Regions from separate parts of the Mus musculus genome. Here all the other regions are linked to region 5. A link is a contact called in public HiChIP or PLAC-seq and promoter capture Hi-C data. All regions are on one chromosome and are shown on one strand. The core of a region is the stretch at or near the end of the contact, and the rest is flanking DNA. Distances in the headings are between cores, read along the strand shown. Region 1 has its middle 9.4 kb from the start of Myc. Region 2 holds the start of Ndrg1 (N-myc downstream regulated gene 1). Region 3 has its middle 47 kb from the start of Gm38563. Region 4 holds the start of Tmem71 (transmembrane protein 71). Region 5 holds the start of Cyrib (CYFIP related Rac1 interactor B). Region 6 holds the start of Pvt1 (Pvt1 oncogene).

Region 1 (4,613 bases), core at 856-3,355, 2.1 Mb after region 5:
TTCTTATATTGACTTTTTTGTTGTTGTTGGTTTTTTATCTTGGATAGGTCTTCCCTTTGCCTCAGAAGCTGAGAATCACAGGGTTCCAACTTTTGCAGGAGGAGTGTGGTCCTGGGAACCAAGTGAATTGTCTGGTTTAAGGGTAAGCACATGGTTCCAGAAGACTGATCATAGTTCTTTCTGCTGTGTTCTTCTGGCTAGAAGGAAGAGGTTTAGCTGGGCGTGGTGGCACACATCTTTAATCCCAGCACTTGGGAGGCAGAGGCAGGTGGGTTTCTGAGTTCGAGGCCAGCCTGGTCTACAAAGTGAGTTCCAGGACAGTCAGGGCTATACAGAGAAACCCTGTCTCGAAAAAACAAAAACAACAACAACCAAAAAAGAATCAGAGAGGATCCTTGGATGAATCATGAAACAGTTGCATAAATTGACATTTTCCCTCCCTCCCTCCCTCCCTCCCTCCTTTTCTCCCTTCTTCCTTCCTTTCCTCTGTCCTCTGTCTCTTCTCCTTTCCTAGTTGATTTTGTGAATTGGAACAGAGTTTCTGTTGTCTGGAACTTACAGTCCCTGCATAGAGAAGTTGTTGCCAAGGCTGATGCTGTCTGGGATGAATTAGGTAGTCACCAGAGGGAGAGAAGATTTGTCAATCACAGTGCAGAGCAAAGGGTTGAATGGGGTGAGAATGACTGACAGCCTAAGGAAGTAGAATCTTAAAACAGATGCCAGAAATATGTGCACATTTACTCTTTCATACACCCATTTGTTTATTAAAATTATTATTATTATTATCATTATTATTACTTTTCATATGAAGCTCTGGCTGGCCCAGAACTCACAAAAGTCTGCCTGGCCTACCTCTGAGATTGAAGGTGAGCTTTATCTCACTGGCTTCAACAATATTTTGTGTGTCAGTCTAAGCAGTAGTACCACACATCTTTAATCTCAGCACTTGGGAGGCAGAGACAGGTGGATTTCTAAGTTTGAGGCCAGCCTGGTCTACAGAGTGAGTTCCAGGACAGCCAGGGCTACACAGAGAAACCCTGTCTCGAAAAAACCAAAAAAACAAAAAAAGAAGTTTAGCAGGACTAAATGTGGTGCATGCCTTTAGTCCTAGCACTCCTAAGAAAGATATAGGCAGATCTCTGAAAGTTCAATGCAAGGCTGGTCTGCATAGTGAGTTCCAGGTCAGCCAGAGCTACAAAATGTGGAGGCTTTATCTCATGTGGATTGAAGGTGTCTGTGGAGAGAAGAGGTTTAGAGTCATTTGTGTAAAGATGGACATGGTATCTGGTAAAGGAAGAGAGCTGTGGGAAGCCAAGGGAGAACAGCTTGGCCAGTGACATCACCACCTGGAAGAATACTTACCTAAGTAGGGGGAACATATTCTTTTTTCATTTGTTCAGCCATACCCAGCTAAGAGAGGGCTCCAGACATCAAGCAAGCAAAACAAAGCTACCTACCGGTCCAGTAACTCACCTGACTAGACACTTTGATTCTTGTCTTAGTCAGGGTTTATATTCCTGCACAAAACATCATGTCCAAAAAGCAAGTTGGGAAAGAAAAGGATTATTCACTGTCCACTTACACACTGCTGTTCATTACCAAAGGAAGTCAGGACTGGAACTCAAGCAGGTCAGGAAGCAGGAGCTGATGCAGAGGTCTTGGAAGGATGTTACTTACTGGCTTGCTTCCCCTGGCTTGCTCAGCTTGCTCTCTTAGAGAACTCAAGACTACCAGCCCAGGGATGGCACCACCCACATAGGCCCTCCTTCACCACTAATTGAGAAAATGCCTTACAGCTGGATCTCACGGAGGCTTTTCCCCAAGTGAGGCTCTGTGATAACTCCAGCTTGTGTCAAGTTCACACACACACACACACACACACACACACACACACACACACACACACACACACACACAAAACCAGTCAGTACAATTCCCCTCCTTTTCTGTCAGCAGTTCTTTCCCTCTCAAGTCTAGCCTACTATCATGGAAATGAATTAGGCTTCCTGTCTTTTCAGCTCAAAAACCAAATCAAGCAAAGCAAGTCTAATCAAAATCCTTCCCTTCACCTGATGAACCCCCATCTCTTTCCTTGACCTTTCTCGCTATGCAACTTGAAACAACTTTGCTTCTACTCCACCCCTTACTCAGGTCTGATGCACCATTGAGCCCATCAAAGAGCCCTTCACTTAGATGTTTACAGAATTAGTGAATTGCACTTTCTTGTCAGGCATGATTAAGCAAGACCAATGAACTTCCATTCTTCAAGGGGTTGATCTGATGATGAAGACAACTGGTCTCCAAGCATACAAGGAGAAGCCCAAAACTGGCATTGAGGCTGCCAGGCTGCCGTGTTTGTGGTAGGTAGTAAGTGTATCGAATAGGAGTGGAGAATGGCTTCAGACTTAATCCAGAAAGGACTTGGCTTACCAGTGGTTTGAAAAGATGGTTGGGTTTGCAGTGGTAGAAAAGACAATGGTTCTCAGACACAGAGAAACCCTGTTTTGAAAAACCAAAACCAACCCAAACCAACCCAATGAACAAAACCCAAAACCAACCAACTAACGAAACAACAACAACAATTAAACCCTCAGGGAATGAGAACTAGTATTTGCATCCTAGAATCACACAGTGGAAATTCCTGAATAAAGCCCTGCATGAAAGCTGGAGAATAAGTGTCCCAAACTGGTAATCCCAACACAACACTTAAGAGGCTGAGGCAAGAAATTCCAGAGTTTGAGGCCAGTATGGCCTGCCTAATGAGATCCTATTGCCAAAACAAATAAACAGAACCAAAGTACTGCAGGAGAGTTGGGTGCTGGGACAGCTAATTAACTACCTATGGGCAGTTGTCTCTAGCAGATGAAGGAGTAGGAGGATACTGGGTGGAAGGGGAAGTGGATAGGAGAGGCCTAGAGAAGCATTCCCTCACTAAGCCAGTGGATCCTTGCTGTACTTCCTGCTACCTTAGGCACAGTTCAAATAGCAAGCGTTTTTGGTTTTAGCTTGTTGGTTTTAGCTCTCCTTCTTCTTTGCTTCCCTGCCATCTGCTGCTGACATTTTCTCCTTTAGCTTCTTTCTCAAGACTTACTGGATTCCATCCTTATTCCATGTTCCCAGGACTCGAACTTCCACCACTCTGTAGGAAATGCCCTAATACTTTTGGTGAAACAACCTACAATCTCTATAGAGATGTGACTCACCCATTGATCACTTACCTTGCATGCAGGAGGTTCTAGGTTCCCTCTCTAGTGCAGTAAATTTAAAAAAAAAACATATTTAAAATTTAATAGTAAAATTTAAAAAGTAAAACCAAAACCAAAAAGGAGGTGTGTGTGTGTATAGGGGGTTGCTTTGGGAATAAAAGGAGATAATGTATGTCAAACTTTTAGCACACAGTAAACATTAATTGCTATTATCGTTAGTTAGTGCTTATGTGACTTCAGGCCAGCAATTTCACATGTCTGTGTACAAACTTCAGTATTGTCACATCTAACAATTGTTCTCCAGCTGAGTTGTTTGTGGGGGTCCTCCCGCCCCCTGCAGAAAGCAGGTATATTCTGACAGAGCTTTCCCCAAAGCTCCTCTTTCCTAGCCATATAGACCCGAACTGGAGAGTTTAGCCTTTAATGAGATGGTCGGGTGAAGACTGGAAGAGAGTGTTCCTGAGCCCCTCGGCATTGTTTAGAGACAAAGGACATTCCTTTCAGCCTCAGAGGATCTACATCCCATTAACACTTGTTCCTCTCTCAACCCTGTCTTCCTAAAGAGCTTAGTGTAGACCAATATTGAGTGAAGTAAAACCCAAAAAGGAAATCCACTCAGTCATTGAGTCAACTCACACCAGTTTGGCAAAGTCGCTAGAGCTAGATGTTTTCCCTAAATTGGCAGTTTGTTGGATTTCTCTGGAAAGACGTCGAACCACCACCACCACCACCACCAAAATTGCTAAAGTTTGGGGAATGAGTAGGAACCTCATTTTTGGTTTTATTTATTCCTGTGGTGTCAAGCATGGGTCCTTATACATGCTAGACAAGTGTCTTATCACTGAACGACATCTCTAGCCCAGGCTTCATTGTTTAAAATAAACCTCTGTTCTTGAAATCGATCCAGGATGGTCTCTAACCTTAAGTGAAGAGTTTGTTCCCTGAAGATACCCAGTGATGTATTTATAGACAGGCTTGAAGCTCATCTTCCAGCATGTTATAACCTAAAGATTAGTTTTTGTTGGGAAGAAATGCTTCAGGGTTCCTTAGCAGTCATGCTAAAAAAAAAAAAAAAAATCATTATTGTGACTCATCTCTTATTGTAAACAAACCACAGAAAATCCCCTCACGTTTTTTGTTCTGTTTGTTTTTGGGGGGTGGGTTTTTTGGCCCTCTTTTCCAAGGTTAGTGCCAAAGTCCATCTTAAAGAACAGCAGAAGACTCTACATACGTGTTCAAGCTTTGGATGACTCAAGCACTATCCTGGTATTGTGAAACTTTTGTTCAACTTAAAGTGTAATTGATTGCTTTTTAGTGTTGTCCCCGAATGATAGCATAAAGTCACACTTCCTCCTCACTCAGTTTATCCTGAAGAGCACCATCCCAGGGATCCTCTCGGGGAAACTG
Region 2 (4,529 bases), core at 676-3,175, 2.9 Mb before region 5:
CCTGCTATAGCCTCCTGAGGGTTGGAAATAGGGGTGGAGTTACAATGGTCCAACTTGTCCAGCAGCAGAAAATTCAATGCTTCTGGTTACCTATAAGGTCTGGCTTCCTGAACACAGACCCAGATCCCATAAGCAACATACTCGGGGCTTCTGCTGCAGATCTGAGCTGTTCTATATGCCCTGTCCTGAAGAAAGACTTCCTCACAGGGACAGGAAATAGCTTCTCCTGGCAAAGTACCCCTCCCGCCCCCCAGTCCATACTGAGGCTACATTTGTTGGGAAAGTTGGCAATTCTGACACACTCTTTGACAAGCAGTAAACCATAGGTACTCAATAAATGTTTGTTGGAAGACAAAACAGGGGAGATTCTGGGAAAAATGGTTATTAATGGGGTAACAGACTGCTTAGTCTGTGTTGTTAAGCAAAAACAGGATGACTCGCAAACATGCCAGTACTCACTCTCATGGTCCTTGGGTCCAGAAGTTCTTGAACATAGTAGGTGCTCAGGACAACTATAGATCTGGTAAGCTCAGCTTAGCGATCTTGTATGGATGTCTTGGGAAACAGAAATCTTGGGGCTCCATTTTGCTATGTCCCCCAAAGAAAGAGCTTTCCTTTTTTCTTCTTACTTCCTTCTTCTCCAGCTCCTTAGCACAGAGCAGGCTCTTAAAGCGGCTCCCTAGATATCCATAGACCAAGAGAATGAGGGTCAGGTTATCTAGAGGAGGGGGGAGGGGAAGGCCACTTGAGTCATAAGGGTTGAGCAGGTGGCGTTGAAACAATGACTGGACTGGGCCTTAGGTGTGACTCAATCTCTCTATAACATGATGTTTTCTTGGTGCTGGGTGCTGAGATTCTCAACGTGGTTTCACATCTGAGCCAATCCGGGCAATGTTTATTTATTTAGTGGGGATGGGGAGCGAGGGGTCTGAGGAAAATGTATGGCACTGTGTTCTTCCTTTCCACTTTGTGGTTTCCGGGCATGGAATTTAGGTCCCCAGGGTTTTGCAGGCCACATGTCTTTACCAGGTGTGCCATCTTGCTGCACCCTTTGAGGAGTTTTTTTTCAAAGCCCCAGTGTTGGGGCACACTCTCAGATTCTAACTAAGCTGCTCTGGGGTGTAACCAGGGTATCCACCTGCTTAAGAAAAGCTCCCTGGAGAGGCTCAGGTGTAGGTCAGGGCGAGAACCCGGTAACAGGCAAGCAGGCCAAGGTTTTAGAACATCACGACAGAAGGAAGATCCATGATTGGAAAGCAAATTCTATGCACGTTCTGGGGACCACAAACTGCAGTCCGTAGAGTGCTTACAGCTGACACAGCGGGCTGGAGCAGCGGGGAAACAGCAGCTCAGAGTAGGAAGGGAGTTGTGGGGCGCCAAGATCAGCAAGAATAAAGGGAGCTAAGCAATGTGAAAGGAGCCTGGAGATAAAGTCTGCCGTCTAGGCTGTAAATGGGGCTCGGGAGTGACTGCGTGGAGACCCGGAGGAAGTGGGGGGTGCCGCCCAGAAGGGCGTGGCGCGGGCAGAGGCTTAGGAAACTCAAAGGCTATAGGGGGGCAAGCGGTCGCGCAGAGAGACACAAGGGAGTCCTTATGCACACGCGCACGAGCGCGCACGGGCACACCACGCTACCACTCGGTGGGCACACGTTCGCTGCACACGCCGCGGTCCCGAGAGCGGATCACAGGGAGGAGCGGCAGGCAGGGCCGGGCAGTCTCTCCAGTCGCGCCCCTGCAAAGGCTTGCGCAACAGGCGGCGGCTCCAGCCCGCCCCGCCCAGCCCAGGCAGGGTGCAGCACGAGGCGGGCCGGAGAAAGGGGTGTGTCCCCGTCTCCTGCTGCGCTGGGAGCAGAGGGTCTGGGAGGGGCGAGGCCCTGGGGGCGGGGCCCCGGCGCCTATAAAATCGCCCTACGCACGCACGGACATAAACAAACCTTGCCAGGCTACCCTCTCGCGTTGCAGGCAGATTGCTCACCCATCTTCGTCTCCCTCTTCACCTCCCGCGGGGCGCTGCACCTCCAACCTTGTGGTTGGCTCCTTTCCGTGCTTGCTTGCTCATTAGGTAAGCCCTCCGGACGCCTTCTTCCTCCGGAGCAAGACAAGGACCCCCAGCAAAGCTTGCTTTCGGGGTGCTACTGGACACCCCGCCCGTCTTTTGTGGCCCTTGCGAAGACCACAACTGGTGGTCTTCGGTGGAACCGGCGCCGGAGGGATAGCTGGCATCACTGGAGCGGGTTTCGATTACTATAAGGCACAAAAAGACGTGTTGGGTCTCGCTTTCTCTCTAATTGGGGAAGTGGGATTAAGGGGTCGAAGTTGGGGCGGAGAGCCTGGGAATACCTGGGTCGCACTTCCTGGCGTCAACCCTGAGCCACAGCTGACTTCTCTGTCCACTGGGCTCAAGGGGACACTTTGTGTGTGCTCTCGCGTGTGAAGGGGTGTGGATGGGTGATGGGGTGACTAGGAAAAGAGCGACTGTAGCGCGTGTATCCAGGGGATGAGTAAGGGTGAGCAGACTTGGCGGGGAGTGTGGAGAAGGGGGCGAGGGTGTGTCTACTCTGGAGCCTGGTCCCGAACCAGTGTGATCTGAGTCCAGGTTCCCATCCAGTCCAGAGCCCAGTGCTCTCTCCAAGCTGTGCGTGTGAGAGAACGTGTGTGTGCTGGGGGAGAGTCCGGGGTGTGTCCCGGCGCGTGCTGCACGCGCCACTGCGAGTGTCGGCGGCGAGAGGAGCCCAGGCAAGGGTGCGGCCCTCTAGGTAGTACCGGGTTGGCTCTGTAACTGCGCGGGAGTGGTGGTTTGTGCCTCCAGGGTCGCGCGGGCATCTGGCAGCCCCAGAGTTGGCTGGAGCTCTGAGTGTCGTCATTTTCGCCTCCGCCTCCCCCCGCCCCACCTCCCTTTCTTTCTCCCAGGCGGTCCTCCCTGCTGTTTTAGCCCGGAGAGCAGCTGGAACCGCTCGTCCGTTCCCGGGAGACCGGTCGCGGTCTCTGATTCAGCCTGTAGGGTAGATTCGGGAGGGGCGTGAGGAATGCTGCAGGCTCTGGGGAAACATGCTGTCACCACCGCCTCTGTCAAATTAGTAGCTGAAGCTAAGATTTGTGGATGGCTTCCTTACTCTGCCACCTTCCGTCTTCCCTTGTCTGTCGCCTTTGCTGGCAGTCATCACGGATCCCCATGCACTGTCCCTTGGGCTTTAATGTGGGAGGACAGGTCGGGGAGGGAAGTCCAGTGGTCCGTGTCCTAGAACAGCCTTCAGCTCTCCCTCACAGACTTCCTGGGCAGGTCAGCTTATTTGAGTCCTTGAAACTCCTGAAGAAGATGGGAAATTCAGGACAGCCAATGTTCCCCCCCCCCTTACCCCCTTCAGTGATCTCCTACACCACCTAAAGTGAACGGACAGGCGCTAGCTATGGATTTCAAGGCAAATCTTTCAGGTTGCTTCTTACTGTTAGAGATCCTAGCAATTTGTCTATTTCACATGTGTGAAGTGAATGAGAGAAAGCTAGGTGCAGAGGAAAACCCCCCAAAACCATCTTCATGGGACTTGCCAACTTCTGGACAGTGGCAGGGAGGGGCCACTGTTTTATGGGTGTGGCGCAACCAGCCCCAGGCCAGAAGGGTACCAAGTCGGAGCTGAAAGGTGTGAGGGAGGCTTTACAGGAAGGTCTGGAAAAGCTCCAAGAGGTGAGACTACAGTAGATGCTGTCAGGGAGCTAATCCCACCTGGGCCTTCTTAGCTTGGTGGTGCTTGGTATCTCCGTGGCCAGTACTGGGGAAGGAGGACTTTTTCAGCCATACCAAGGACAGTAGCTTGACCCATAGGAAGAGCTCTGACATTATTAAAAATCATTGGGACAGCTCTGCTTTCTGCCCTGACCCCGGTAGGTACCTGATACAATCCTATGGCTGGAGGAGGTATCGCTTAGTTCCTGGGTCCATTGTAGAGTCTCCTCTCCTCGTAAGCTTTCTCTTGGTGAAAGCAAACCAGAAATTGCTAACTACTGGCTGGGCTATTTCAAAAGGAAATCCCAACTCACACACATCCTTTCCTGTCTTTTGCTACTTTAGAGATGAGAACTGAGATCAGAGATGGAGAGGTCTGTGGCTGAGGTCAGCCAGAGTCTGAACTCCGTTCAGAGTCCCTTCTCAGAAGTCTCTTGGTTAGGACTGAACTTGAGTTTTGCCTGAATGCAACGGAATGAATAGGAACTTACCTTCTTACCAAGTTTTGGGTGAGGCCAGTAGGAGGGAGAGGCAGAGTATATGTTTGCTTTTTATTGTTTGTTTGTTTTGAAAGTGTTTAAATCATGTGTTGAAGTGGAAGCAAAGTCAGTTCAGTGAGAAAGAGACAAGGGTAACAGTCCCTCTACCTGGTGTTTTTTTTTCAGTTAGTTACCTCCCCCCCCCCCCTGCCCAACAGTGCTGGGGTCCCTGGGTGCATTGACCCCTGGTGGCTTGAACTAACCCCAGCAGGGGACAGAAAGAAGGCAGTGTTTTTCTGATGTCCCAAAGCTGCAGTACTTCCCTTATG
Region 3 (4,491 bases), core at 1,187-3,686, 3.0 Mb after region 5:
GGAAGACAGGGCATCAAGTGAGGGATGGGGTTGCCATCCCAGTCACATTTCTGACCCATAATTGTTCCTGTCTGAAAGAACTACAGGGATGGAAATGGAGAGGAGCCGGAGGAGGAGAAGAAGGTTCAGCGACAGGCCCAAAGTGTGATCCAGCTCAAGGGGAGGTCCCAAGGCTTCACACGATTACTGAGGCTGTGGAACACCGACAAAAAGGAACCTATCATGCCTGCCCACCCACCTCTTGATTTACTCACCAACCAAAGGAAATGTGGATTAACTCCTTGGTTAAAGGGCTGTGCCCAAGATCACCTCACTGGCAAATTCTATATTACTTAACTCAGTCTTCATGTTGCTTATCTGACTTTGCTGTTGTGTTCAACTCTGATGAGTTCACCAGCTTGAACTGTCCCACTGCCCTTGTTATTGTATTCTTTGCAACATTTTCCATTGTTTCTTCCCACTGTCCTTCCTGGATTAATGACTCTGACCCCAGAGTGAAGCATATCCCAAGGATCTGTACTCTCACCTGCCATTTGTCACCTCATCTGTGCCATCACTACACTGATCTTGAAGTTAACTTTCCCTCCTGCTGAACAGGTGATAGATTTAAGACCTCCAGCCATTTCTAGACACCTTAACATAGATGCACACCCAAACACACATCTCAAAAGCGATGCAAGTATTCTATCAGGTTTTGCTGTCTGCAGAGGCCACTGAACAGTCGTTTCTGCAGAGTTAGCATTTTCCCTGCCATAATCCATTATGACCACTGTAACTAAAAATATTCTTCTTAGATTTAGATATAATCATGTCAACCTTCCATCCAAAAAACATTTATCAAAATCTTTCCATGAAGAAAAATATGCTTTGAATCTTTACTAATATAATACTCGCACACCTCTAGGATTTGAATCCAATTTATTTCATATTCTTCATTCATTTCCCCACCCAGTCAGTCAATAAATATTCATTGAGGATGTCTGTGAACCATGCCCTGCACTAAGGTCCAGTAGGCAATACAAAGTTTCTATTCTATGGGCACTTCTCTCTCACATTCTATACAAACTGTGTAATTCTCCTTTTTTTGACTATAGAGTTTTAGTTTTCAAAATGGTTCGTGATTTTTTTTTTTGTTTTACATGGAATTTTATTTCTTGGCTTTTTTTTTTCTCTCCTGAAAACAATCTTCCTTCCAGAATATCAGTAATGACCAAAAATGAAGCCTTAGCAGGGAAAATTCATCAAAAGCTATTCTGCAGCCCTTAACCTCAGCCCAATGGTATTACATTGATTTAAGAAATTCCAGATTCAAAGCCCAGCTCTTACACTTCTGCTCTTACATCTTTGCTGCAGTGCCTGATCTCACCCCTGGAATATTCTTCCTTCCTTCCTTCCTTCCTTCCTTCCTTCCTTCCTTCCTTCCTTCCTTCCTTCCTTTTCTTTTTTTGTTGTTGTTTTGTAACTCCATGATCCCTAGTGAATAGAACGCTTGTAGCCTGACTCGCAATTACTAGCTCTACCATTGGCCTCTAGCACAGGCAGGGAAGATCATTCCATCCATCAGAGGACAGTTTCATCATTGTTAACATCTGGCTATGTCTTCTAGCTCTACAACAGAGGAGCCATGATGATAGGAGCTGATTCTTGGAGGTACACATAAGACCCCAGTGATTGACTTCTACATTTTTAATGCTCATCATTCAATAGCAGCTATGCAGAGCTTTCCTCCATACTCCATAAAGCTCTTCTGGTTCTAAGAACCATTTCCCTTAAGTCCATACCTCTTCGTTCATCCTCTGTCAGGGACAGATGAGCAAGTACTTTACTCAAATATTTACAGATATTTCCAGTCTGGCAGGGCAGAGTGAATAGGTGAACATAGAGTGAATAGAGTGACCATTTAATTACAATACCCAGCAAATGGACTGGACATGGGGAGGCTTAAGAAGGCTCCATGAATCAAATGCCATCATACAATCAGTTGCTTTCCAAAGATACACACTAAGCTGTTCTTTGTACCAAACTAAATAAGAGGCCCTGACTTAAGTCCTGACCATAACCATCACTCTGCCATTCTTGTTGCTTGTGTGGGCTTCACTCCCCTGCTAGACTGTAAGCTGCTTGGGGAAAGCAGCTCTATGTCAGACCATATCCAAGTATCTGCTTGCAAGAATTTAGAACAAGCTAAGCTTACTCTGAGAATAGTAGTTGGAAGAAATGCCTGATGGCACAGATGGAGCTTGGTAAGGCCCAGAGTGTATGGAAAGGCTTCTTCCACTTTCTGCCTTCCTCAGAAGCTGCTGTGGGCACAGTGGGAAGTTTTGTTTGCTTTGTGCAGTAAAACTTTGGAATCTGGCTACTAAAGAGGAAAGAGGGAAGCAGAGGGGCCAGGGAGTCATGCAGTAATGCCTGTGTTGAGCTCCTGTTTCATCGTGGCTATGTGTGCATGCCATGACACATCAGGAAAGCTTTTTGCAGGGGCAGGCTTTCACTTTTCCTGACTTTGAAACATGTTGAAAGATCACACATACGTTTTCAATGAAGTCACTGACAATCACAGGAAACCAGACACAGCGACAGCTGGTGGCTCCTGTCACCCCAGGGCGATTTAATCTCTTGGTGGAACACTGAAAAAAATGTTGAAGGGAGGTAAAAATTTTAGTATTTTTGTTTTGTTTTTTAAAGGAAAGGGGAAAATGTGAAGAAAAAAGAGCATCAGAACAAGGAGAAATTATCTGGCTGGAGGCAGCTGCTAGTATTATGAACAGCTCAGAAAGACAAGGAGGGGCCCAGACCCATGTGGATGAATGAAAGGGTGAGCAGCGGGTGGCCAGAGAGGTACTCCTGGGAGAATATGATTTCCTTTGTAGCATGAGATGCCAGACACTATCCAACTTCCAGCAAATCAGTCTATGAGTCTGGGACTAGGGCTCTTTGTGAACCAGAATACCAGGACTCATAAACAATGTCAGCTATCTTATTGAGGGCTGAGTAACAAGAGAAGGACAATTAACAGGCCAGGGAACCCTGAAAACAGTCATTAAAGTCTTCATGGATGTGGGCAGCAGTGTTGCACAGCTGTTGAGCATGTCAATTAGGGGTTTAGTGTTGGGAGTGGGGGTAATGGCGTATCTACAAGGCCAGCAGCTCTCACCCTGCCTACTTACATGGTGGAATGCAGGCCCCACTCTGGGCTTGTTTCCTGAGGCCGAACAAAAGAGGGAACTGGATGTGGAGTTCCCAGATGATCACAGATTTGTTACTATGATTAGATACATGCACATTTAGCCAAGAATCTGTGGTCTGTGGTTCCTGCACCAGCCACTGAAAGAGCTATCCTGGGCTATGGAGATAGGACAGTTGCCACAGTGTGTGACAACTAAGTGTGAATATCTGAGATCAATCCCAAGAAACAACATGGTGGAAAAAGAACTGACTCCTGAATGTTGTCATTTGCATGTATATATATATATATATGTGTGTGTGTGTGTGTGTGTGTGTGTGTGTGTATACTCATACATATATGTACACAAATATATTGTTGCAGTATTCTTTTTTTATTAAGCCTCAACCAAAGTTGGTGGCTCTTGAGAAAGGACACCAAAGATTGTCTTGTGGCCTCCATACCTACCTGTGTGAACACACACCCCTTACACACAAGAACATACACACACACATACACACACACACACACACACACACACACACACACACACACACACCAAATATACATACTGCCACACATACAAGCACAGAGCCAACCAACAAGAAAGCTTAGCTTGCCCTGACACAGCAGCATTTGCTTATTGACAGGACTTAGTTCACTAGTGGAATGGTGATCTCCCCTTCTACAAATAGGAAGAAGTCTTTGCTCCCAGTTTATCAGTTCAAGATACTTTCATTCCCCACTCACAGAACAGAGCCCCATAAACAGAGAACTACAATATGCAGAAGTCTGTGCTATGATGGACCCTTGAACACACTGAAAACAAAAAGATTGAAAAGCAGATGGAGAGGGATGGTTTTGAGCAAGCAGGCAAACAAAGGCCAAGACAGAGAGCAGCAATCTGGAAAATCAGGCTAAGGACAAAACCTCCACCATATTTCATTTATTTGTTTTGCATTTCAATCTGTGAAGTCTTTTGGTGTTCCTTAAACCTATAGGAGCTGTGCTTGTTCGCTGAATTTTTCCTAACACACTTTCACACTTTCCTCTCAGAACCTTCCTTCCCTGATGTTTTGCAATGATTTTAGGTGACCCCTGTGAAAGGATCACTCAACCCTAATGGCACCACAACCCACAGGCTGAAAACTTCTGGTCTAGCTCAATAACTGCAGACTTCATCCCTTATCAAGGAATCTTCCCTTTGCAATAGATCAAGACCATTTGAGAAGGGGCATGCAATCAAAACATAGTATGACACCTGGGCCAGGTGGAAACATCTGAAAAATAACCCTCACACCAAAGATCCAAGAAACATTGAGGAAGAT
Region 4 (4,302 bases), core at 1,194-3,693, 2.5 Mb before region 5:
GCTTCTAGACTAGGCTTTGTGAAGCTAGTGAAGAGGACTCAGTAGGGACTGGAGTCTTGAGTTTAGTCCACAGGGAGATCCAAATATCCTATGCAGGTTGCATGAATGAGATAAAAACAGAGTCTGACTTGCCTGGATTGTCATAGTTGTTGTGACACATACCCTGACCAAAAAAAAAAAAAAAAAAAAAGCAACCTAGGGGAGGAAAGAGTTAGCATGGATTGCAATTCCAGGCTGCAGTGTATCACGATGGGGAAGTCAAGGCAGAAACAGAAGCAGCTATGTAAGGCTGTCACATCACATTGACAGTTAAAAGCAAAGACAAAATATACACAACCTTGCTTGCTTGCTCTCAGTTAGCTCTTTCTACTCTTATATGGCCCAGGAAATGATGCTGCTAACAATAGGTTGGATCTTCGTACATGAACTAACCATCATGATTCACCCTGACCCCCAGATATGTCTACAGACCAACCAGGTCTAGGAAATTTTTCAGTTAAGACTTCTGTCTCAGTTGACTCTTGGTTGTGCCAAGCTGAGAGTCCAACTAGGCAAGCACATGGACCTTCACATAACCAGACAAGGCTCATGCTCCATTAACACATTTCACATTCTGCACAGGTTGCTGGGTAGAAAATGAAGTGGAAAGAGTTCTGGAAAAAAGCTCAGCTTAGCCATGGTGACCAATTACAAAGTCACCACCTGAGGAAATAAAAGCATATCACTATAAACAACTAAGTTTTGGATACTTATTTTACTGTGGAGTAATTTCTGTATTAGAATGACATCCCTGCCACTCTTTCCAGATTATTAGCTTTCCCAGACTCTGACCAGAAGAACAATGTCAGGCCCTGATATAATTCTGTAGTGTGTGTGGCAAAAAGCCCAGACTGAGGTAGCTGGTAGTCATGCAACTCATACATTTTTAATTTCCTAGTATGTACTAAACCTCATACTACACCATGATATATAACAAGAAAAGAATAGATAGACCTTAGGCTCTGAAGTAAAGCAGGAGATGGAACATAGAAAGTCTCTTGGTTCCTTAACTGTAGCTATGACGCACACTCCAAATAAAAATTGTAGAGAGCTGTGGCCTTCATAACTTGATCTAGGAGAGGTCATGTAGAAGGAGTTGCTTAGGAACAAGATGTAGAAACAACGGTAGTATGTTTAAAGACTCCAAGGTGAAAGCAAACCTGAACAAGATGAAAGGCTGAAGATCAACATGGTCAAACTTTAGAAGATAGAATGTGTGCAGTATGAGGCTAAAACTTGCCTCATAGGCTGCAGGGGTGATTTTGAACTTATTATGAGAGAGGAGCAAAGATGAAGGTTTTAATTTAAGGAATGACATAATCAAATTTACATAGTGAGATATGTATGTGCATAATGTGTTGGATAGAGGCCAAGTAGACAGTTGGAATGTTAGCATAAAATACAGTCAGAATGAGGTAGTAAGTGGAGTCCCAGGGAGAGACAATGGAGGTGGAAAGAATGTGGGATTCTGCGTAGGAAATAATACTGATATCTCCTAACATCAAAAATAATCTCGGTAGCAATCCCCAAGAATTAATAACACAAACTCTCCACCATCCTGATCAAGCTCTCCAAAGAGAAGTCAATTCACAAAATCCAATAAGGAATACATCTTGCACATTCCCTCAGGTACCCAGCTATTTCTTTCTTCTTTCTTCTCATTTGATTCTGCAGGCCAACCTTGGGGCTATAGATTATTACATTTAAATTTGAGAAAATTGCAGCTCAAAGATGCTAAGCCACAAGTCTGAGGTCCCAAAGCTATCGTGAAAGACCATTTTAATCTTAGCCTGTCTATGCCAGTGCCTGGAAAATGAAGAAGTGGATGCTCACAGTCATCTATTGGATGGAACAGAGGGCCCCTAAAGAAGGAGCTAGAGAAAATACCCAATGAGCTAAAGGGGTCAGTAACCCTACAGGAGGATCAGCAATATGAACTAACCAGTAACCCCGCCCTCCCCCCAGAACTGTGTCTCTAGTTGCATATGTATCAGAGGATAGCCTCATAAAAATCACATTATTATAGATAATATATAGCTTTTATAGCATCCTGAACTTGATAGCGTTGATGCTATCTTTGATATATTTAGGTTAATTGGACCAAGAGCATAATAACTGTATGCTACTCATAACTGAATATAGCCAGAAAATGTCAAACAGGAAACATGGCTTAAATTTTCTCATGTTAATATAGTTTGAGGTGACACAGAAGCTCTGAGAAGCATCCCTCAATGATCACAATGTATGGAGTTGACCTGACTCTGGGTTGCCTGTTCCCTTCTGATGGTCAAGAAGATCTGCTGTATTTACTCTGTGAACACCACTGATGCGATCGTGACAGGAAGTATGACCTCATTCTGCTGCCCTGCCTCTAGTTCGGAAAGGCTGATATTGAAAGTAAACAAGGCCCGTGAGACTAACTCCCAAGAATGACAAGCTATTCTATTCTTGGAAGCAGCTGAAAGATCCAGAGGCCCCTGACCACCAAATTGCCCTGTGAAAGTGGCAGAGACATGGTCATCTCCAACCAGAAGGGAAGACGGGGTGCTCTGTGGGAAGTCACTTCTGCACCTGTTGACATTCTGATGGGATTTTTCAGTTGAAGAACGGCTCGGTCCAGCTTTCTGCACTACCAACCACTGGGAAGCTTCGTATTTCAGTAACCCTCCTGTCATTTATCAGTCGGAAGAAGAGCCCGGGGACTCCCTGTGGAGGAATATGTATGAGCAAGTTATATTTCAGAACAGATGCATTGCTTTGATGAGCTGGTAGACAGAGTCTGTTTCTTGAAAAGTTCTTGAGCTGTGAATGCAAGTTGTTTTCACAGTTACTAATTCTTGACTAGCGGGCATTATGCTCACTGTACATGGCTCCTCGCTTTTGTAAGATCAAACAGCGAGACCTTGCTTTCTGCTGCACAATGCCTTGCCTTAAAACTAAGCTTACTGCCTGAGGAAAACTAACATATAGTCATTTGGACTGGACAAAGTCTTATTGTATTACTCAATGCTGAAATCACAAGGAACATGCTAGTATGTTCACTTGTATGGATATTATCTTTTTCAAACCAGTGATTTTCTTTTTTAAAAATGTGTGTCTTTATTTAGAAATCTTCCAAAGAATGCTAGAAAGTTCTGTATTATTTAAGACAATCTTATAAGCTGGAGTATATGATTCCTTGAAAGGTTCACTATACATTATTAAATAATCTAGTTTGAGCCTTAGAGTTGATGTGACTGATTTAATGTATTATGTTATAGCAATCAATTATTAGTTGACATGTTTATCAAAAACAGGGACAGAACTACTAGATCATAAAAGGCTCTCATGTCACCTTATAAAACTACTAGGGTCGTATTATACATATATACTTATATACATACAAACATATGTATATGTATACACTTATATAATTTATGTAATTCAGTAGCTACATGGAGATAGAACTATGTGATAAGAGGTAACTGATCAATATTTGCACAAATTGCACACTTTGAAGCATGCTTACTTTGAAATTGAAAAGTAAATTCTAAGCTTTCAGGAATGTGACTTTGTAATCTGGGTTGTGGTGGTCTATTTGTAGCTCAGTATAGCTTATGCTGTTTAGGAATGTTCAGACTGATAGCCACCACAAAAGCCTTGACCTTCTCCATGGCCACTTGTCAATGGCAACAATCTCCAAGCACTTACTGCAACTCAATAATGAAACTAGTTCTGCTGGCTGCTTTAAATACACATTTGTTTCAAGGACACTAGAACCAGCCTCTTTTTCAGATTTCTTAATTAAGTAACAAAAACCTATTTAATCTGGATGACAAATAAACCTTTGTAAGTATTGCTTTTCTCTCACAATGGTGTTGTTATTTACAGAATATTCAGACTTAAGGAATGAGACAATGAAAAATAGAATTTAAAGTAGGCAGCCCCACACTGAAGTCCCACAATCTGGTCTGCTTCTCCAATCCTACATCTCTGTACTATTTCAGCAAACAAATCTGACTAGTGCAATTAGTAGACGCCATCTGTTTGGCATCATTTGTCTATTTTTAATATATAGTCCATCTTTTTTTTTTAACGTCTTTTGCAGAAAAAAAAAAATCTGTGAAGTTTGAACAAGCGGCCTTCTCAAGATGTACCGAGACTCTCCACTGATGTCGACACCAGTAGCAAGTAAATGTGAAACTGCTCTGTGCAATTATCTTTGAACGATTAGAGTCCTCTTAGCAATTTCCTTGCTTTGATTTTGCTGATACTCAGACCATT
Region 5 (4,319 bases), core at 1-2,500:
CACCTGGTTCACTCTGAACTTCCAGACTGAGGCCCTCCCATTTTGCATGCTCTCTGCTGTGCCCAGGTTTAAAACCTCTTCTGCTGTCCCCTCAACTTTATAGCTGACCGTTGATTCAATATTCAGACCACTTCTTACACTGTTAAGATGGCATCTGCTCCCCAGAGCCAAGAGTTCTGATGCCCTGGCAGGCTCTGATGTTGGACCAGGGTCATGAAGTGCAATGGTCAGGGAGGACTTGAACTCAGGCCCTTAGCCTCCCAGGCAATTCTTCCCTTGGCCTAAAAACCTCCAGAGACTTCTAGAAAGCACTTCTGCTTTCCCTTTGGGTTTGCTATGCCAAGTGGGCCACACACCCTTTCTCGCTTGTCCCAGTGCAAGCAAGCTTTCATCATCAGAGTGGCTCTACCCAGCACTACAAAGTTTTTTTGCAATCAAAAAAATTCCCTGAGAACCGTCCTGGAGGCCTCAGCAACCCCAAGTTCCCCGAATTGGCCCAGGTTAAGGAAAATCTGGACACACCCCTTTGTTAAAGATGAAATAGTCCAAGGTAAATCAGTCCCCAATATTGTACCCCCAAGCCCCTAGCACAGGTGGAGGGGTGATAAGAATGAGAAGGAGGGGCAAAAGTTGTGGATGTAACCCTTTTGATACCACGTTAGAGGTCAGGGAAAAGATATTTCACGGAACATTAAATATTCCTGAAAAATCTGGTTGAAAATCAAGATAACGATGACATGGACTTGAGGGCAGAGGAGTAAAGGAGAGGGGGAAAATGCCCCTTAATGATGTCCTAGGCAAAGGGAAGGACAGGGGTCCCCACACCAAAAATCCCAACAAGGAGATGGTATTTGGGGAGTTTCCCCTTCGCTAAATCACAAGTCCTGGGACGACCGTGTGACCGTGTGGGTAGCCCAGACCCCCTCCTCGCATCGCCTCTGCTTTATTGGTGCCCGGGCTTGCACCACTGGACCCCATGGGTGTTTTTCTGCCCGGCTCCCGCGGTCCAGGGGCAGCCAGGCAGGTGGCGCCCGAGCCGAGCGCATCTCGACCCCTCGTCCCAGGTGAGGGAGGGGCCGCGGGGACCCGGCGCCCTGGGGGTCGGGCCTAGGCGCCCGGGACTCGCCCAAGGTCACTGTGCGGGCTGGGGCGGGGGCGGTGCGGGGCGGTCCCGGGCGCGGTGACGCGGGGCCCGTGCTGCGGCGGGGCCCGGGCGCGGGGGGCGGCGCGTCGCGTCCTCCTTTTGTGCGGCGCCGGGCTGGGCTGCGAAGGTAAACAGCGCTTCCTCTTCCTCCTCGCCGCCTCTTCCTTTTATAGCGATTTCTGGCCGCGCCGGGGCCGGGCCGCTGCTGCTGCCGTTTGCTGCTGCTGCTGTCGCTTGCTGCCGCGGCGGGGCCGCTCGCGAACCTGCGGCGGGGACGCGCGAGCCGCCGACCCGGAAGCGGCGTGTGTGCACCGCAGGCTCCCGCCGCCAGCTCGCCCGCCCGCCCGTCGGGCCGCCAGGTACGTGCAGGGCCGGCCGGGAGCCTGCTGCGGCGTCGCCGCCCTGGTTCACCGGGCTGCAGGGAGGGAGCGAGCGAGCGCCTGGGGCGCTGTGCACTGGGAGGCTGGGGCGCGGGGTCCGAGTGGTTGTCCCCGGGCACACCCCTCTTGCAGGCCAGGTGAGCGCTGCAGGGCCTGACCCGGGCTCCGCGCTGCCCTCCGCTAACTTCATTTTGGGGGTGGGGGTGGGGGTTCCAGGCCAGGAGGCTGAATTGAGGAACCAAAAGGGCGAATAGACTCGCACCAGCCTGACTTCCTTCTGCTCCGACCCCCGCCGGCGTTTAAACAGCACTTCCTCTTTGCCCGTTATGTTTTCATCATCATCGGCATCATCATCATCATTATCAGTTTTTTTTTTTTTTTTTTTTTTGAAAAATGGAAGTTTAGTGTTCAGAGGTGGAGGCATTTGGAGCCCACAGGGCTTTCTGGGGGTCGTGCACACACAGTAGGTCTGGAAGGAATCCGTGTGTCCTCTGAATGTGGGTCTTGTGTCTGGGGTGGGAGGAAAGAGGAACCCGGACTTCCTTTGCAAGCAGAGCCCTAGGGGGTTGTCTCAGATCCCCACCCTGCCGCTAGAAATGGAGGGGTGGGGGAGGGCTTGAGTGTGAAGGTGGCGCAGCAGGGAGAGTCACGTGGCTGTGCACCTCTGTCTAATTCTTGGTCCTACCACTCACAAGCTTTGTGACCTTGGCCAAGTTGTCTGCATTCTCTGGGTCTTTCGGCTCCTTGTGTCTGTAAAATGGGCCGCTCTCAGTTCTGGCCTGCAGTAAATGGGACTAGGTTTCCTGGCCTTGAGGTTCAGGGTGGGAATGTCACCTCCCCTTTAATGCCTTCATCCCTTAAGACACGTGCCGGGCGGGAGCACAGGGAGGCTTCCTATAGATAGTTGTGAAATGAATTGGTGGCTGGTAAATTTTGAGAAGTGAGCCCGTAGGCTTCCTCATTTTTGCCTTCTTTGCCCTTAACTTCCACCCCATCATCACCAGAGCCATGTTTTGTTACTTCAGCCTCCAGAAATCCGCGGATCCCTGGAGGAAATAGGGACTCCCTCTGAGGAAGCTTCCACTCTGATTTTGATTGAGACTCTCCCTATTCTTGGAGGGTTGTATTCAGTGTGGAGAAAAAGGAAGCTTTTTTTTTTTTTTTTTTTTTTTTGCGATGACAGTGGAGGTGGCTGGCAGGGTTGCCAGCTGGAATGATTTCCCAGGCCCTGGGCTCCATGTAACTGGGAAGGAGGCTGGGGGAGGTGGCTTTTTCTCCTGTGGTGGAGCCTGCAGAACAGGTCACCTGGCTAGGCTTTCTTCCTGGAGGCACTTTGTAATAAGTATGCTGTAGATTATGAGTGTGTGTGTGTGTGTGTGTCACAGAGAGAGAGAGAGAGAGAGAGAGAGAGAGAGAGAGAGAGAGAGAGAGAGAGGAGGGAGGTATTTGTGCACTTTGGGAAATTTTAAGGAAATGTTGCTTTGTCTAACAGCCATTTCCCCCCTCTTTCTTTTCACATCCAAAGCCTTGTGTGCATGTCTCTGAAGTCTGAGAGCGACTGCTTCTTGCTTTGTTAATTTCTTGACGTGTTGAGACAGGACCTTATGATGTATCACAGGCTGGCCCAGAACTTGTGAATGTTCCAGCCTCTGCTACCCAAGTTCTGAGACCACAGGTGTGTGGCACTGTGTCCCTGGTCACTTCCATTCATTTACTACCGAGGCAAGCAAGCTCCTCCATTCAGAGACACTGCTACACAGCTCTTGTTAATGCACATGGTGGCCACAGTCACCTGTGTGGCAAGAGAGAATCTTTCCATTTCACCCAGACTTGGTGTGAGGCCAGGGCTTCCTGTTACTCAGCCTGGGAGAGGCAGGTGCAGGACCTTAGGGCTGCAAATCTAGCCTGGGGTTCTGGTGGTCCTCTGCATCCTGAATGGCTTTGTGTCACCTTGACAACTGTGTCTGGCTTATCCTGGGAAAGATGGACCTGTGTTCTGAATGAGTGAGAAAGTGATGGCTCCCCCTCTGTGCTTTGTGAATACATTCTGTCTACATCCCAAGGTCAGCATCTGGCATCAAAGTGACCTTGATGTTGTTCTCTGGTGGTTCTTCCTGAAGTAAAGTCATGGCTCCTAGTCCCTGGCGGGCCTTACATCTCGAGACGGGTGCACAGAAAGGGCTCTTAAGAGACACTGATGCCAGGAGATTGTGGCTGCATGTCCAGCATCTCTGCCATCTCTTTGATTGGAGAAACCACCTTTCTTGTGGCTTTGGTGGTGTGGGCACTTGGCTATCTTTAACAAATCTGTCTGAGGCTGTGCTGTGTAGATTTAAACTGGTTGCGTGAACTGGGTGTGGTGGTGCCTACCTGTAATGTAACACTATGGATGTTGAGGCAGGAAGATCACTGGTTCGAGACCAGCCTGTGCTATGTGATGAGCTGCTGTCTGACACAGACAAACACCCATAACATCAGTTCATCTGAGTGGTCAGCAGGTGGTCTTACATCACTATCACCTTGAAGCCCCCTTTTCCTGCCTGCAAACTGGTGAGCTAGTTCTAGCCCTTGCCCATCGCACAGGGTACTCATAAGAGAGTAGGATCCAAATGTAAACCCATTTTTCTGTTGCTCACTCATGTGCATCCAAGGTTCTGTGCAGTGTTCTCATCTGTAAAATGGGCAGATGAGTCGTGCACTTGAATCTGCATCAGTTATGTGATGGAAGTCCCGAGAACAAGACCAATTATGGCAATAGTAGTGGCAGTCTTGCCTGTCAGAGCATAGACAAAACG
Region 6 (4,210 bases), core at 418-2,917, 2.0 Mb after region 5:
AATCCTGCACTCAATAGGTAAAGCAGCAAGAAACAGCCACCCTTAACCAGGCAAAACAACAAGGCAGTCCCATACAGTCACTCCCTAACAGAGTGGGGTGGGGGTCCCAGCACAATAGCCCACAATGTCTTAAACCAGCCTTAATGTCTCACCAGATCCATCATGAACCTAGTTGAGTTCAAATAACCGTAAGGCACATCCTCACCTCCGAGATGTAACTAGCACACATCCAAGCACTGAGAGCAGGCCACCACGAGGTTTTTCCCAGTCATGGAGTCCATGTGACGTTTCTGATTTCCTGACAGCTTTGCTCCTTCTAAATCTTTTAAGAAGTCCCACTTGGAGCTCCAAGGATAGAAACACAAACGCTTTCCCACTGGCTAGAGCTTTAAGAAGGACTAGCTATGACCATAGGACTGTGCAAGTGAACAAGCCCAAACTTGTCACTGCCCATATGCAAAACAGGCCTGCAACATCCTACCACATGCACTTCAACAGAGACCTGCATCCTTAGCCCTCCCCAACACACAGACACACAGACAGACAAACAGACAGACAGACAGGCAAGCAGGCAGGCACACACACACACACACACACACACACACACACACACACACACATTTGGCTTTCTCTAGGTCAAATGACAACAACCCCTTAAAAACACAAGAGCAGAAAGGAAACAAAAACCTCACTTCTCCCTATACTCTCTTAAGTGATTTCTCTCCTTAAGCTTCTAGAACGTTCTGGAGAGCTCAAAAGGACAGATTATCACCCACTAGTAAACTAGTAAGAAAATCCATGATGTGTCTACACATAGGCACATGTAGCTTCATGGCTGCGCTTCCTGGAAGTCTGCACAGTTCTCCCACACCACTCATAGGTACAGCAGAAAATACTAGCCAAGAAAGGGCCAATCTAGTTAAAGCAACAAGCTATCCAAAAAGAATTAGCAAGGATGAAGGCGTGGGGGCCTTCCACGAACACAGGAACGCAATACAAAAGCACAGAAAGTTTCCTGACACAGGGAGTTTTAGGAGATCACCTTCTTTCTGCCCCGAGGGGGTGTCTCGGAGGAGGGCTGGCCAAGGATGGAGGGAGCATCACTAGACTAGACTCAGACTTCCAGTTTCGTAAATGAGGCCTCCAAACCACATCAGCGGCCCCAAATCTGCGCTGATTGCAGGGGGCGTCTCTCTCTTTTAGACCTGAGGAAATGGGCTCTTGATCAAGTGCATAAATCCAGAATTACCTCTATGTAGAGGCCATCCTGGGAAATCTCCCTCGCACCCACACTTCTCACCCACACCCAAACTCTCTGGCAATCTCGAGTCTAGTGATGAGGAAAAGTGCAAGGTTAACACGCGCTCGTGGGAATGCAAAAGCCACTTTCCTCTATCCAGACTCTGCATCCCTGGGCTCCAGAGTTTCCAGGGGATAAACTTGGAACTTACAAGAGGGTGGATCCAGCCGTGACTCCGAGGTCACCGGGGCTGCCAACATCCTTTCCACGCGGATATCCACTCGGGGGGCTCTGGGAATGCTAAGTTCGTAGCTTCTCTTCATCCTGGCCTTGCCGAGCCCGCTTGACCAGTGGGTCCATGTGCTCGGCGGCCACACGCGCTCTGCCTGGTAGAGCGCGGGGCTGGCGGGTGGCCCGTGACGTCACGGCGGCTCGCTCCCGGCCGCGGGGGAGGGGGAGAAGCGCGCGCCACCGGGCAGGCCGCGTGTGTCCCCGATCTCCTGGTGTCTGGAGGTTTCTGACCTGAGGGATCCAGCTCGCCCCTCTGCCTGCTGCCCTAGGCAATGAAGGGGCATCAAGCCTGAGAGGAGAACCGCATGGAGGTGGCGTGCCACTGAGGCTGCTTAATGCCCAGATGGCCCTAGTAGAGAGCACACTCTGTCAGTCCTGGGCTGGGAGGTTCTAGCTGCACTCAAACCTAGGTCCTACATAGGTCCCACACAGCCTGGGGCTATGCCCAGGCGAGGTCAACTAGCTTTCCCACCTCCCCTCCCCACCCTCCCCTCCCCCACACTATTCCTTTTTAAGGTAGACATCCCATCCCCCTTCACCTTGAAGCTTAGCAGTCTTCCCACTTTTCGGATAGGGAAGGAGACTCCAGTGAATTAAAAGGACCAAACTGCTCAGAAAATAGGTCAGTAGTTCCTACAGAAGACCCCCCCGAATCTGTTCTATTTCAGAACTCTCATCTGAGAGCAGTCCTGGGTACCATCCATCATCTGTGGTTCTGGAGAGAAGGACGTACTAAGCAAACTCTAGCTGAGAGAGGACCACCTGTCTGCAGCATCCTCCATTCTTGGTCCGTACAGGGTATTACACTAACCTCTCAAATGTGCAAAAGCCTCTGCAAAGAACGAAGGCTGGTGTGAAAGGCACGCGTATACCACGATATTCTTTTCGCTGTATTCAATCCAGCACCGAACAGGTGCACGTCTCTAGTACCATTTAGTCAAGCGCGGCAACGTGCTACAACCAGAAAGGGGAATGAAAGATGAGGTAGACTCAGATCCTAGAGGGAAACCGGAGTCCTGTGGAAAGCGGGTTGCATAACTAGGTGATACCAGGATCGCGGAAAGTAACGCGGGTCCACTCTTCTCTCAGCACACTATACCTCACTTTATTTCAATCTCTCAGAGAGTCTTTATCTCCTCCCTCCCTCTACGTTCCCCCTTCAATGTCTTCACTTTCATTACTTCTTAGCCACATGAAGATGTCTCTGTTGAAGAGAAAATTTACCATACTCGTGTGTGCCAGTGCGATATGCACGGATAATCGCGCTGTGTGTGGTTGGTTTCCACCCTGAGAGTGACCGAACAGATCTTCCGATTATCTCCTTCAGATTATCTCCTTCTTGTGCTAGAGAGTGAAGAGGGTTCTGAATTCTATGTCTGTATGTGCTTTCGATGTGTCAGACATTTCCCAAACCACCTGCTGCGACCTTGGGGAGAAGCAACCACAGGCTCTCAGAGGCCCAGTTTTAAAGACAACTTCAGTAACAAATCCCTGAAGATGCCACCTGCTCCTTCCAGTTAGTCCTGTACACTAGACCTCCCAACGGCTGAAGACCTTCACCCAGGTTCATTCAGCTTTAGTCTCGACCCAGTTTGCCCTTCCCTGGGACTAAATTTTGCTGCGCTAATTTTAGGCTAATATTTTCCCCCGATATAATATAAAAATATCATTTGGGAATTTCACATAATACACTCTAATAGCACTCTTATCCCGATCCTCCCATGTCAGTCCTCCCCACCTTTGTGAACATCCCTACCACCACCACCACCACCACCACCACTGGAAAGTCATAGAGCCACTGGAGTATGGCCACACTCCTAGGGACCAGCCAGCTCCTTAAAGAAAACTGATTCCTTCCCCACCTACCCGACCCCCTCCAGAAGCCATAAGTTGTGGAGAGCTACACTTCAGCATTCTTACCACATTTTTTAAAGCATTCTCTTCGAAGGCTTTCTGTCCAGGTTGTTACTTTGGGGAGTGGGGCTTCCTTTTATGGGATGTTTAAAAATTTTTCCAGTGCCGGGCATGGTGGCCCACACCTTTAATCCCAGCACTTGGGAGACAGAGACAGGTGGATTTCTGAGGTCCAGGCCAGCCTGGTCTACAAAATGAGTTCCAGGACAGCCAGGGCTATACAGAGAAACCCTGTCAAAAAAAAAAAAAAAAGAAAAAAAGAAAAAAGAAAAGAAAGAAAGAAAAAAAAAGAAAAAGAAAGAAAGAAAGAAAATATTCCAGCAAAATTTCACAGAAGAAAGTATTTTTAATAGCACTACTATCTAAAACAAACATTATAATATATGTTTCTAATTTTATCTTTTCCTTTTGTTTTTTTTTTTTTGTTTTTTGTTTTTTGTTTTTTGTTTTTTGTTTTTTGTTTTTCGAGACAGGTTTCTCTGTGTAGCTCTAGCTGTCCTGGAACTCACTTTGTAGACCAGGCTGACCTGGAACTCAGATATCTGCCTGTCTCTGCCTCCCAAGTGCTGGGATTAAAGACCAGCTTTGTTTCTTTGTTCTTTTTTCTTAAAGAAAACTTATTTTTATTATGTTACAAAATGGAGGTTGTAAAGCTTCATGCCTTTAATCCCAGAACTTGGGAAGCAGAGGTAGGTAGATGTCTGGGTTCAAAGCCAGACTAGTTTGTACAGAGAAAGCCAGAAGGAGGAGGAGGGGAGAGGGAGA

Evidence for each region. Promoter capture Hi-C pulls out the DNA fragments that hold promoters and counts their contacts. HiChIP or PLAC-seq counts read pairs in DNA pulled down with a chosen protein or histone mark.
Region 1: a contact with region 5 is called in an H3K27ac HiChIP or PLAC-seq map of embryonic stem cells, with 10 times the contacts expected there. The contact joins the enhancer-like site here to the promoter of Cyrib in region 5. A contact is called at or near these places in 3 of 39 promoter capture datasets (the HPC-7 cell line, cranial neural crest and pre-B cells), 4 of 115 datasets of contacts at active chromatin or transcription factors (embryonic stem cells, pro-B cells and thymic regulatory T cells) and 1 of 9 other capture datasets (liver).
Region 2: a promoter capture Hi-C map of pre-B cells shows a contact between it and region 5. The contact joins the promoter of Ndrg1 here to the promoter of Cyrib in region 5.
Region 3: a contact with region 5 is called in a promoter capture Hi-C map of the 3T3-L1 cell line, with 8 times the contacts expected there. The contact joins the enhancer-like site here to the promoter of Cyrib in region 5. A contact is called at or near these places in 6 of 39 promoter capture datasets (the 3T3-L1 cell line, cranial neural crest, hippocampal neurons and 3 more) and 1 of 9 other capture datasets (pancreatic islet).
Region 4: a promoter capture Hi-C map of pre-B cells shows a contact between it and region 5, with 5 times the contacts expected there. The contact joins the promoter of Tmem71 here to the promoter of Cyrib in region 5. A contact is called at or near these places in 3 of 39 promoter capture datasets (the C10 cell line, cranial neural crest and pre-B cells).
Region 6: a promoter capture Hi-C map of pre-B cells shows a contact between it and region 5, with 5 times the contacts expected there. The contact joins the promoter of Pvt1 here to the promoter of Cyrib in region 5. A contact is called at or near these places in 1 of 39 promoter capture datasets (pre-B cells) and 1 of 484 Hi-C or Micro-C datasets (B cells).

The regions. Positions count from the first base shown.
Region 1 is chr15:61,992,428-61,997,040 of GRCm38.p6, reverse strand. No RefSeq gene overlaps it. Among named protein-coding and RNA genes, the nearest start is that of Myc, 9.4 kb to the right of the region's middle. Within about 2 kb of position 2,105, at least 15 of the 459 cell types and tissues checked have an H3K27ac peak or open chromatin away from gene starts, as enhancers often do. A contact at or near this core is called in embryonic stem cells, where this site is marked.
Region 2 is chr15:66,967,037-66,971,565 of GRCm38.p6, reverse strand. It overlaps Ndrg1 (N-myc downstream regulated gene 1), which reads left to right and starts at 1,925. Exons shown (of 16, transcript NM_008681.2): 1 at 1,925-2,062. Gm2895 (a long non-coding RNA gene) reads right to left here and starts at 1,918. Exons shown (of 3, transcript XR_875396.3): 1 at 460-1,918.
Region 3 is chr15:61,107,651-61,112,141 of GRCm38.p6, reverse strand. No RefSeq gene overlaps it. Among named protein-coding and RNA genes, the nearest start is that of Gm38563, 47 kb to the left of the region's middle. Within about 2 kb of position 2,436, at least 45 of the 459 cell types and tissues checked have an H3K27ac peak or open chromatin away from gene starts, as enhancers often do.
Region 4 is chr15:66,559,187-66,563,488 of GRCm38.p6, reverse strand. Tmem71 (transmembrane protein 71) reads left to right here and starts at 2,443. Exons shown (of 10, transcript NM_172514.3): 1 at 2,443-2,759; 2 at 4,127-4,209. The coding sequence starts at 4,170.
Region 5 is chr15:64,057,379-64,061,697 of GRCm38.p6, reverse strand. It overlaps Cyrib (CYFIP related Rac1 interactor B), which reads left to right and starts at 1,250. Exons shown (of 13, transcript NM_001360036.1): 1 at 1,250-1,503.
Region 6 is chr15:62,035,443-62,039,652 of GRCm38.p6, reverse strand. It overlaps Pvt1 (Pvt1 oncogene), which reads right to left and starts at 1,667. Exons shown (of 5, transcript NR_132747.1): 1 at 1,452-1,667.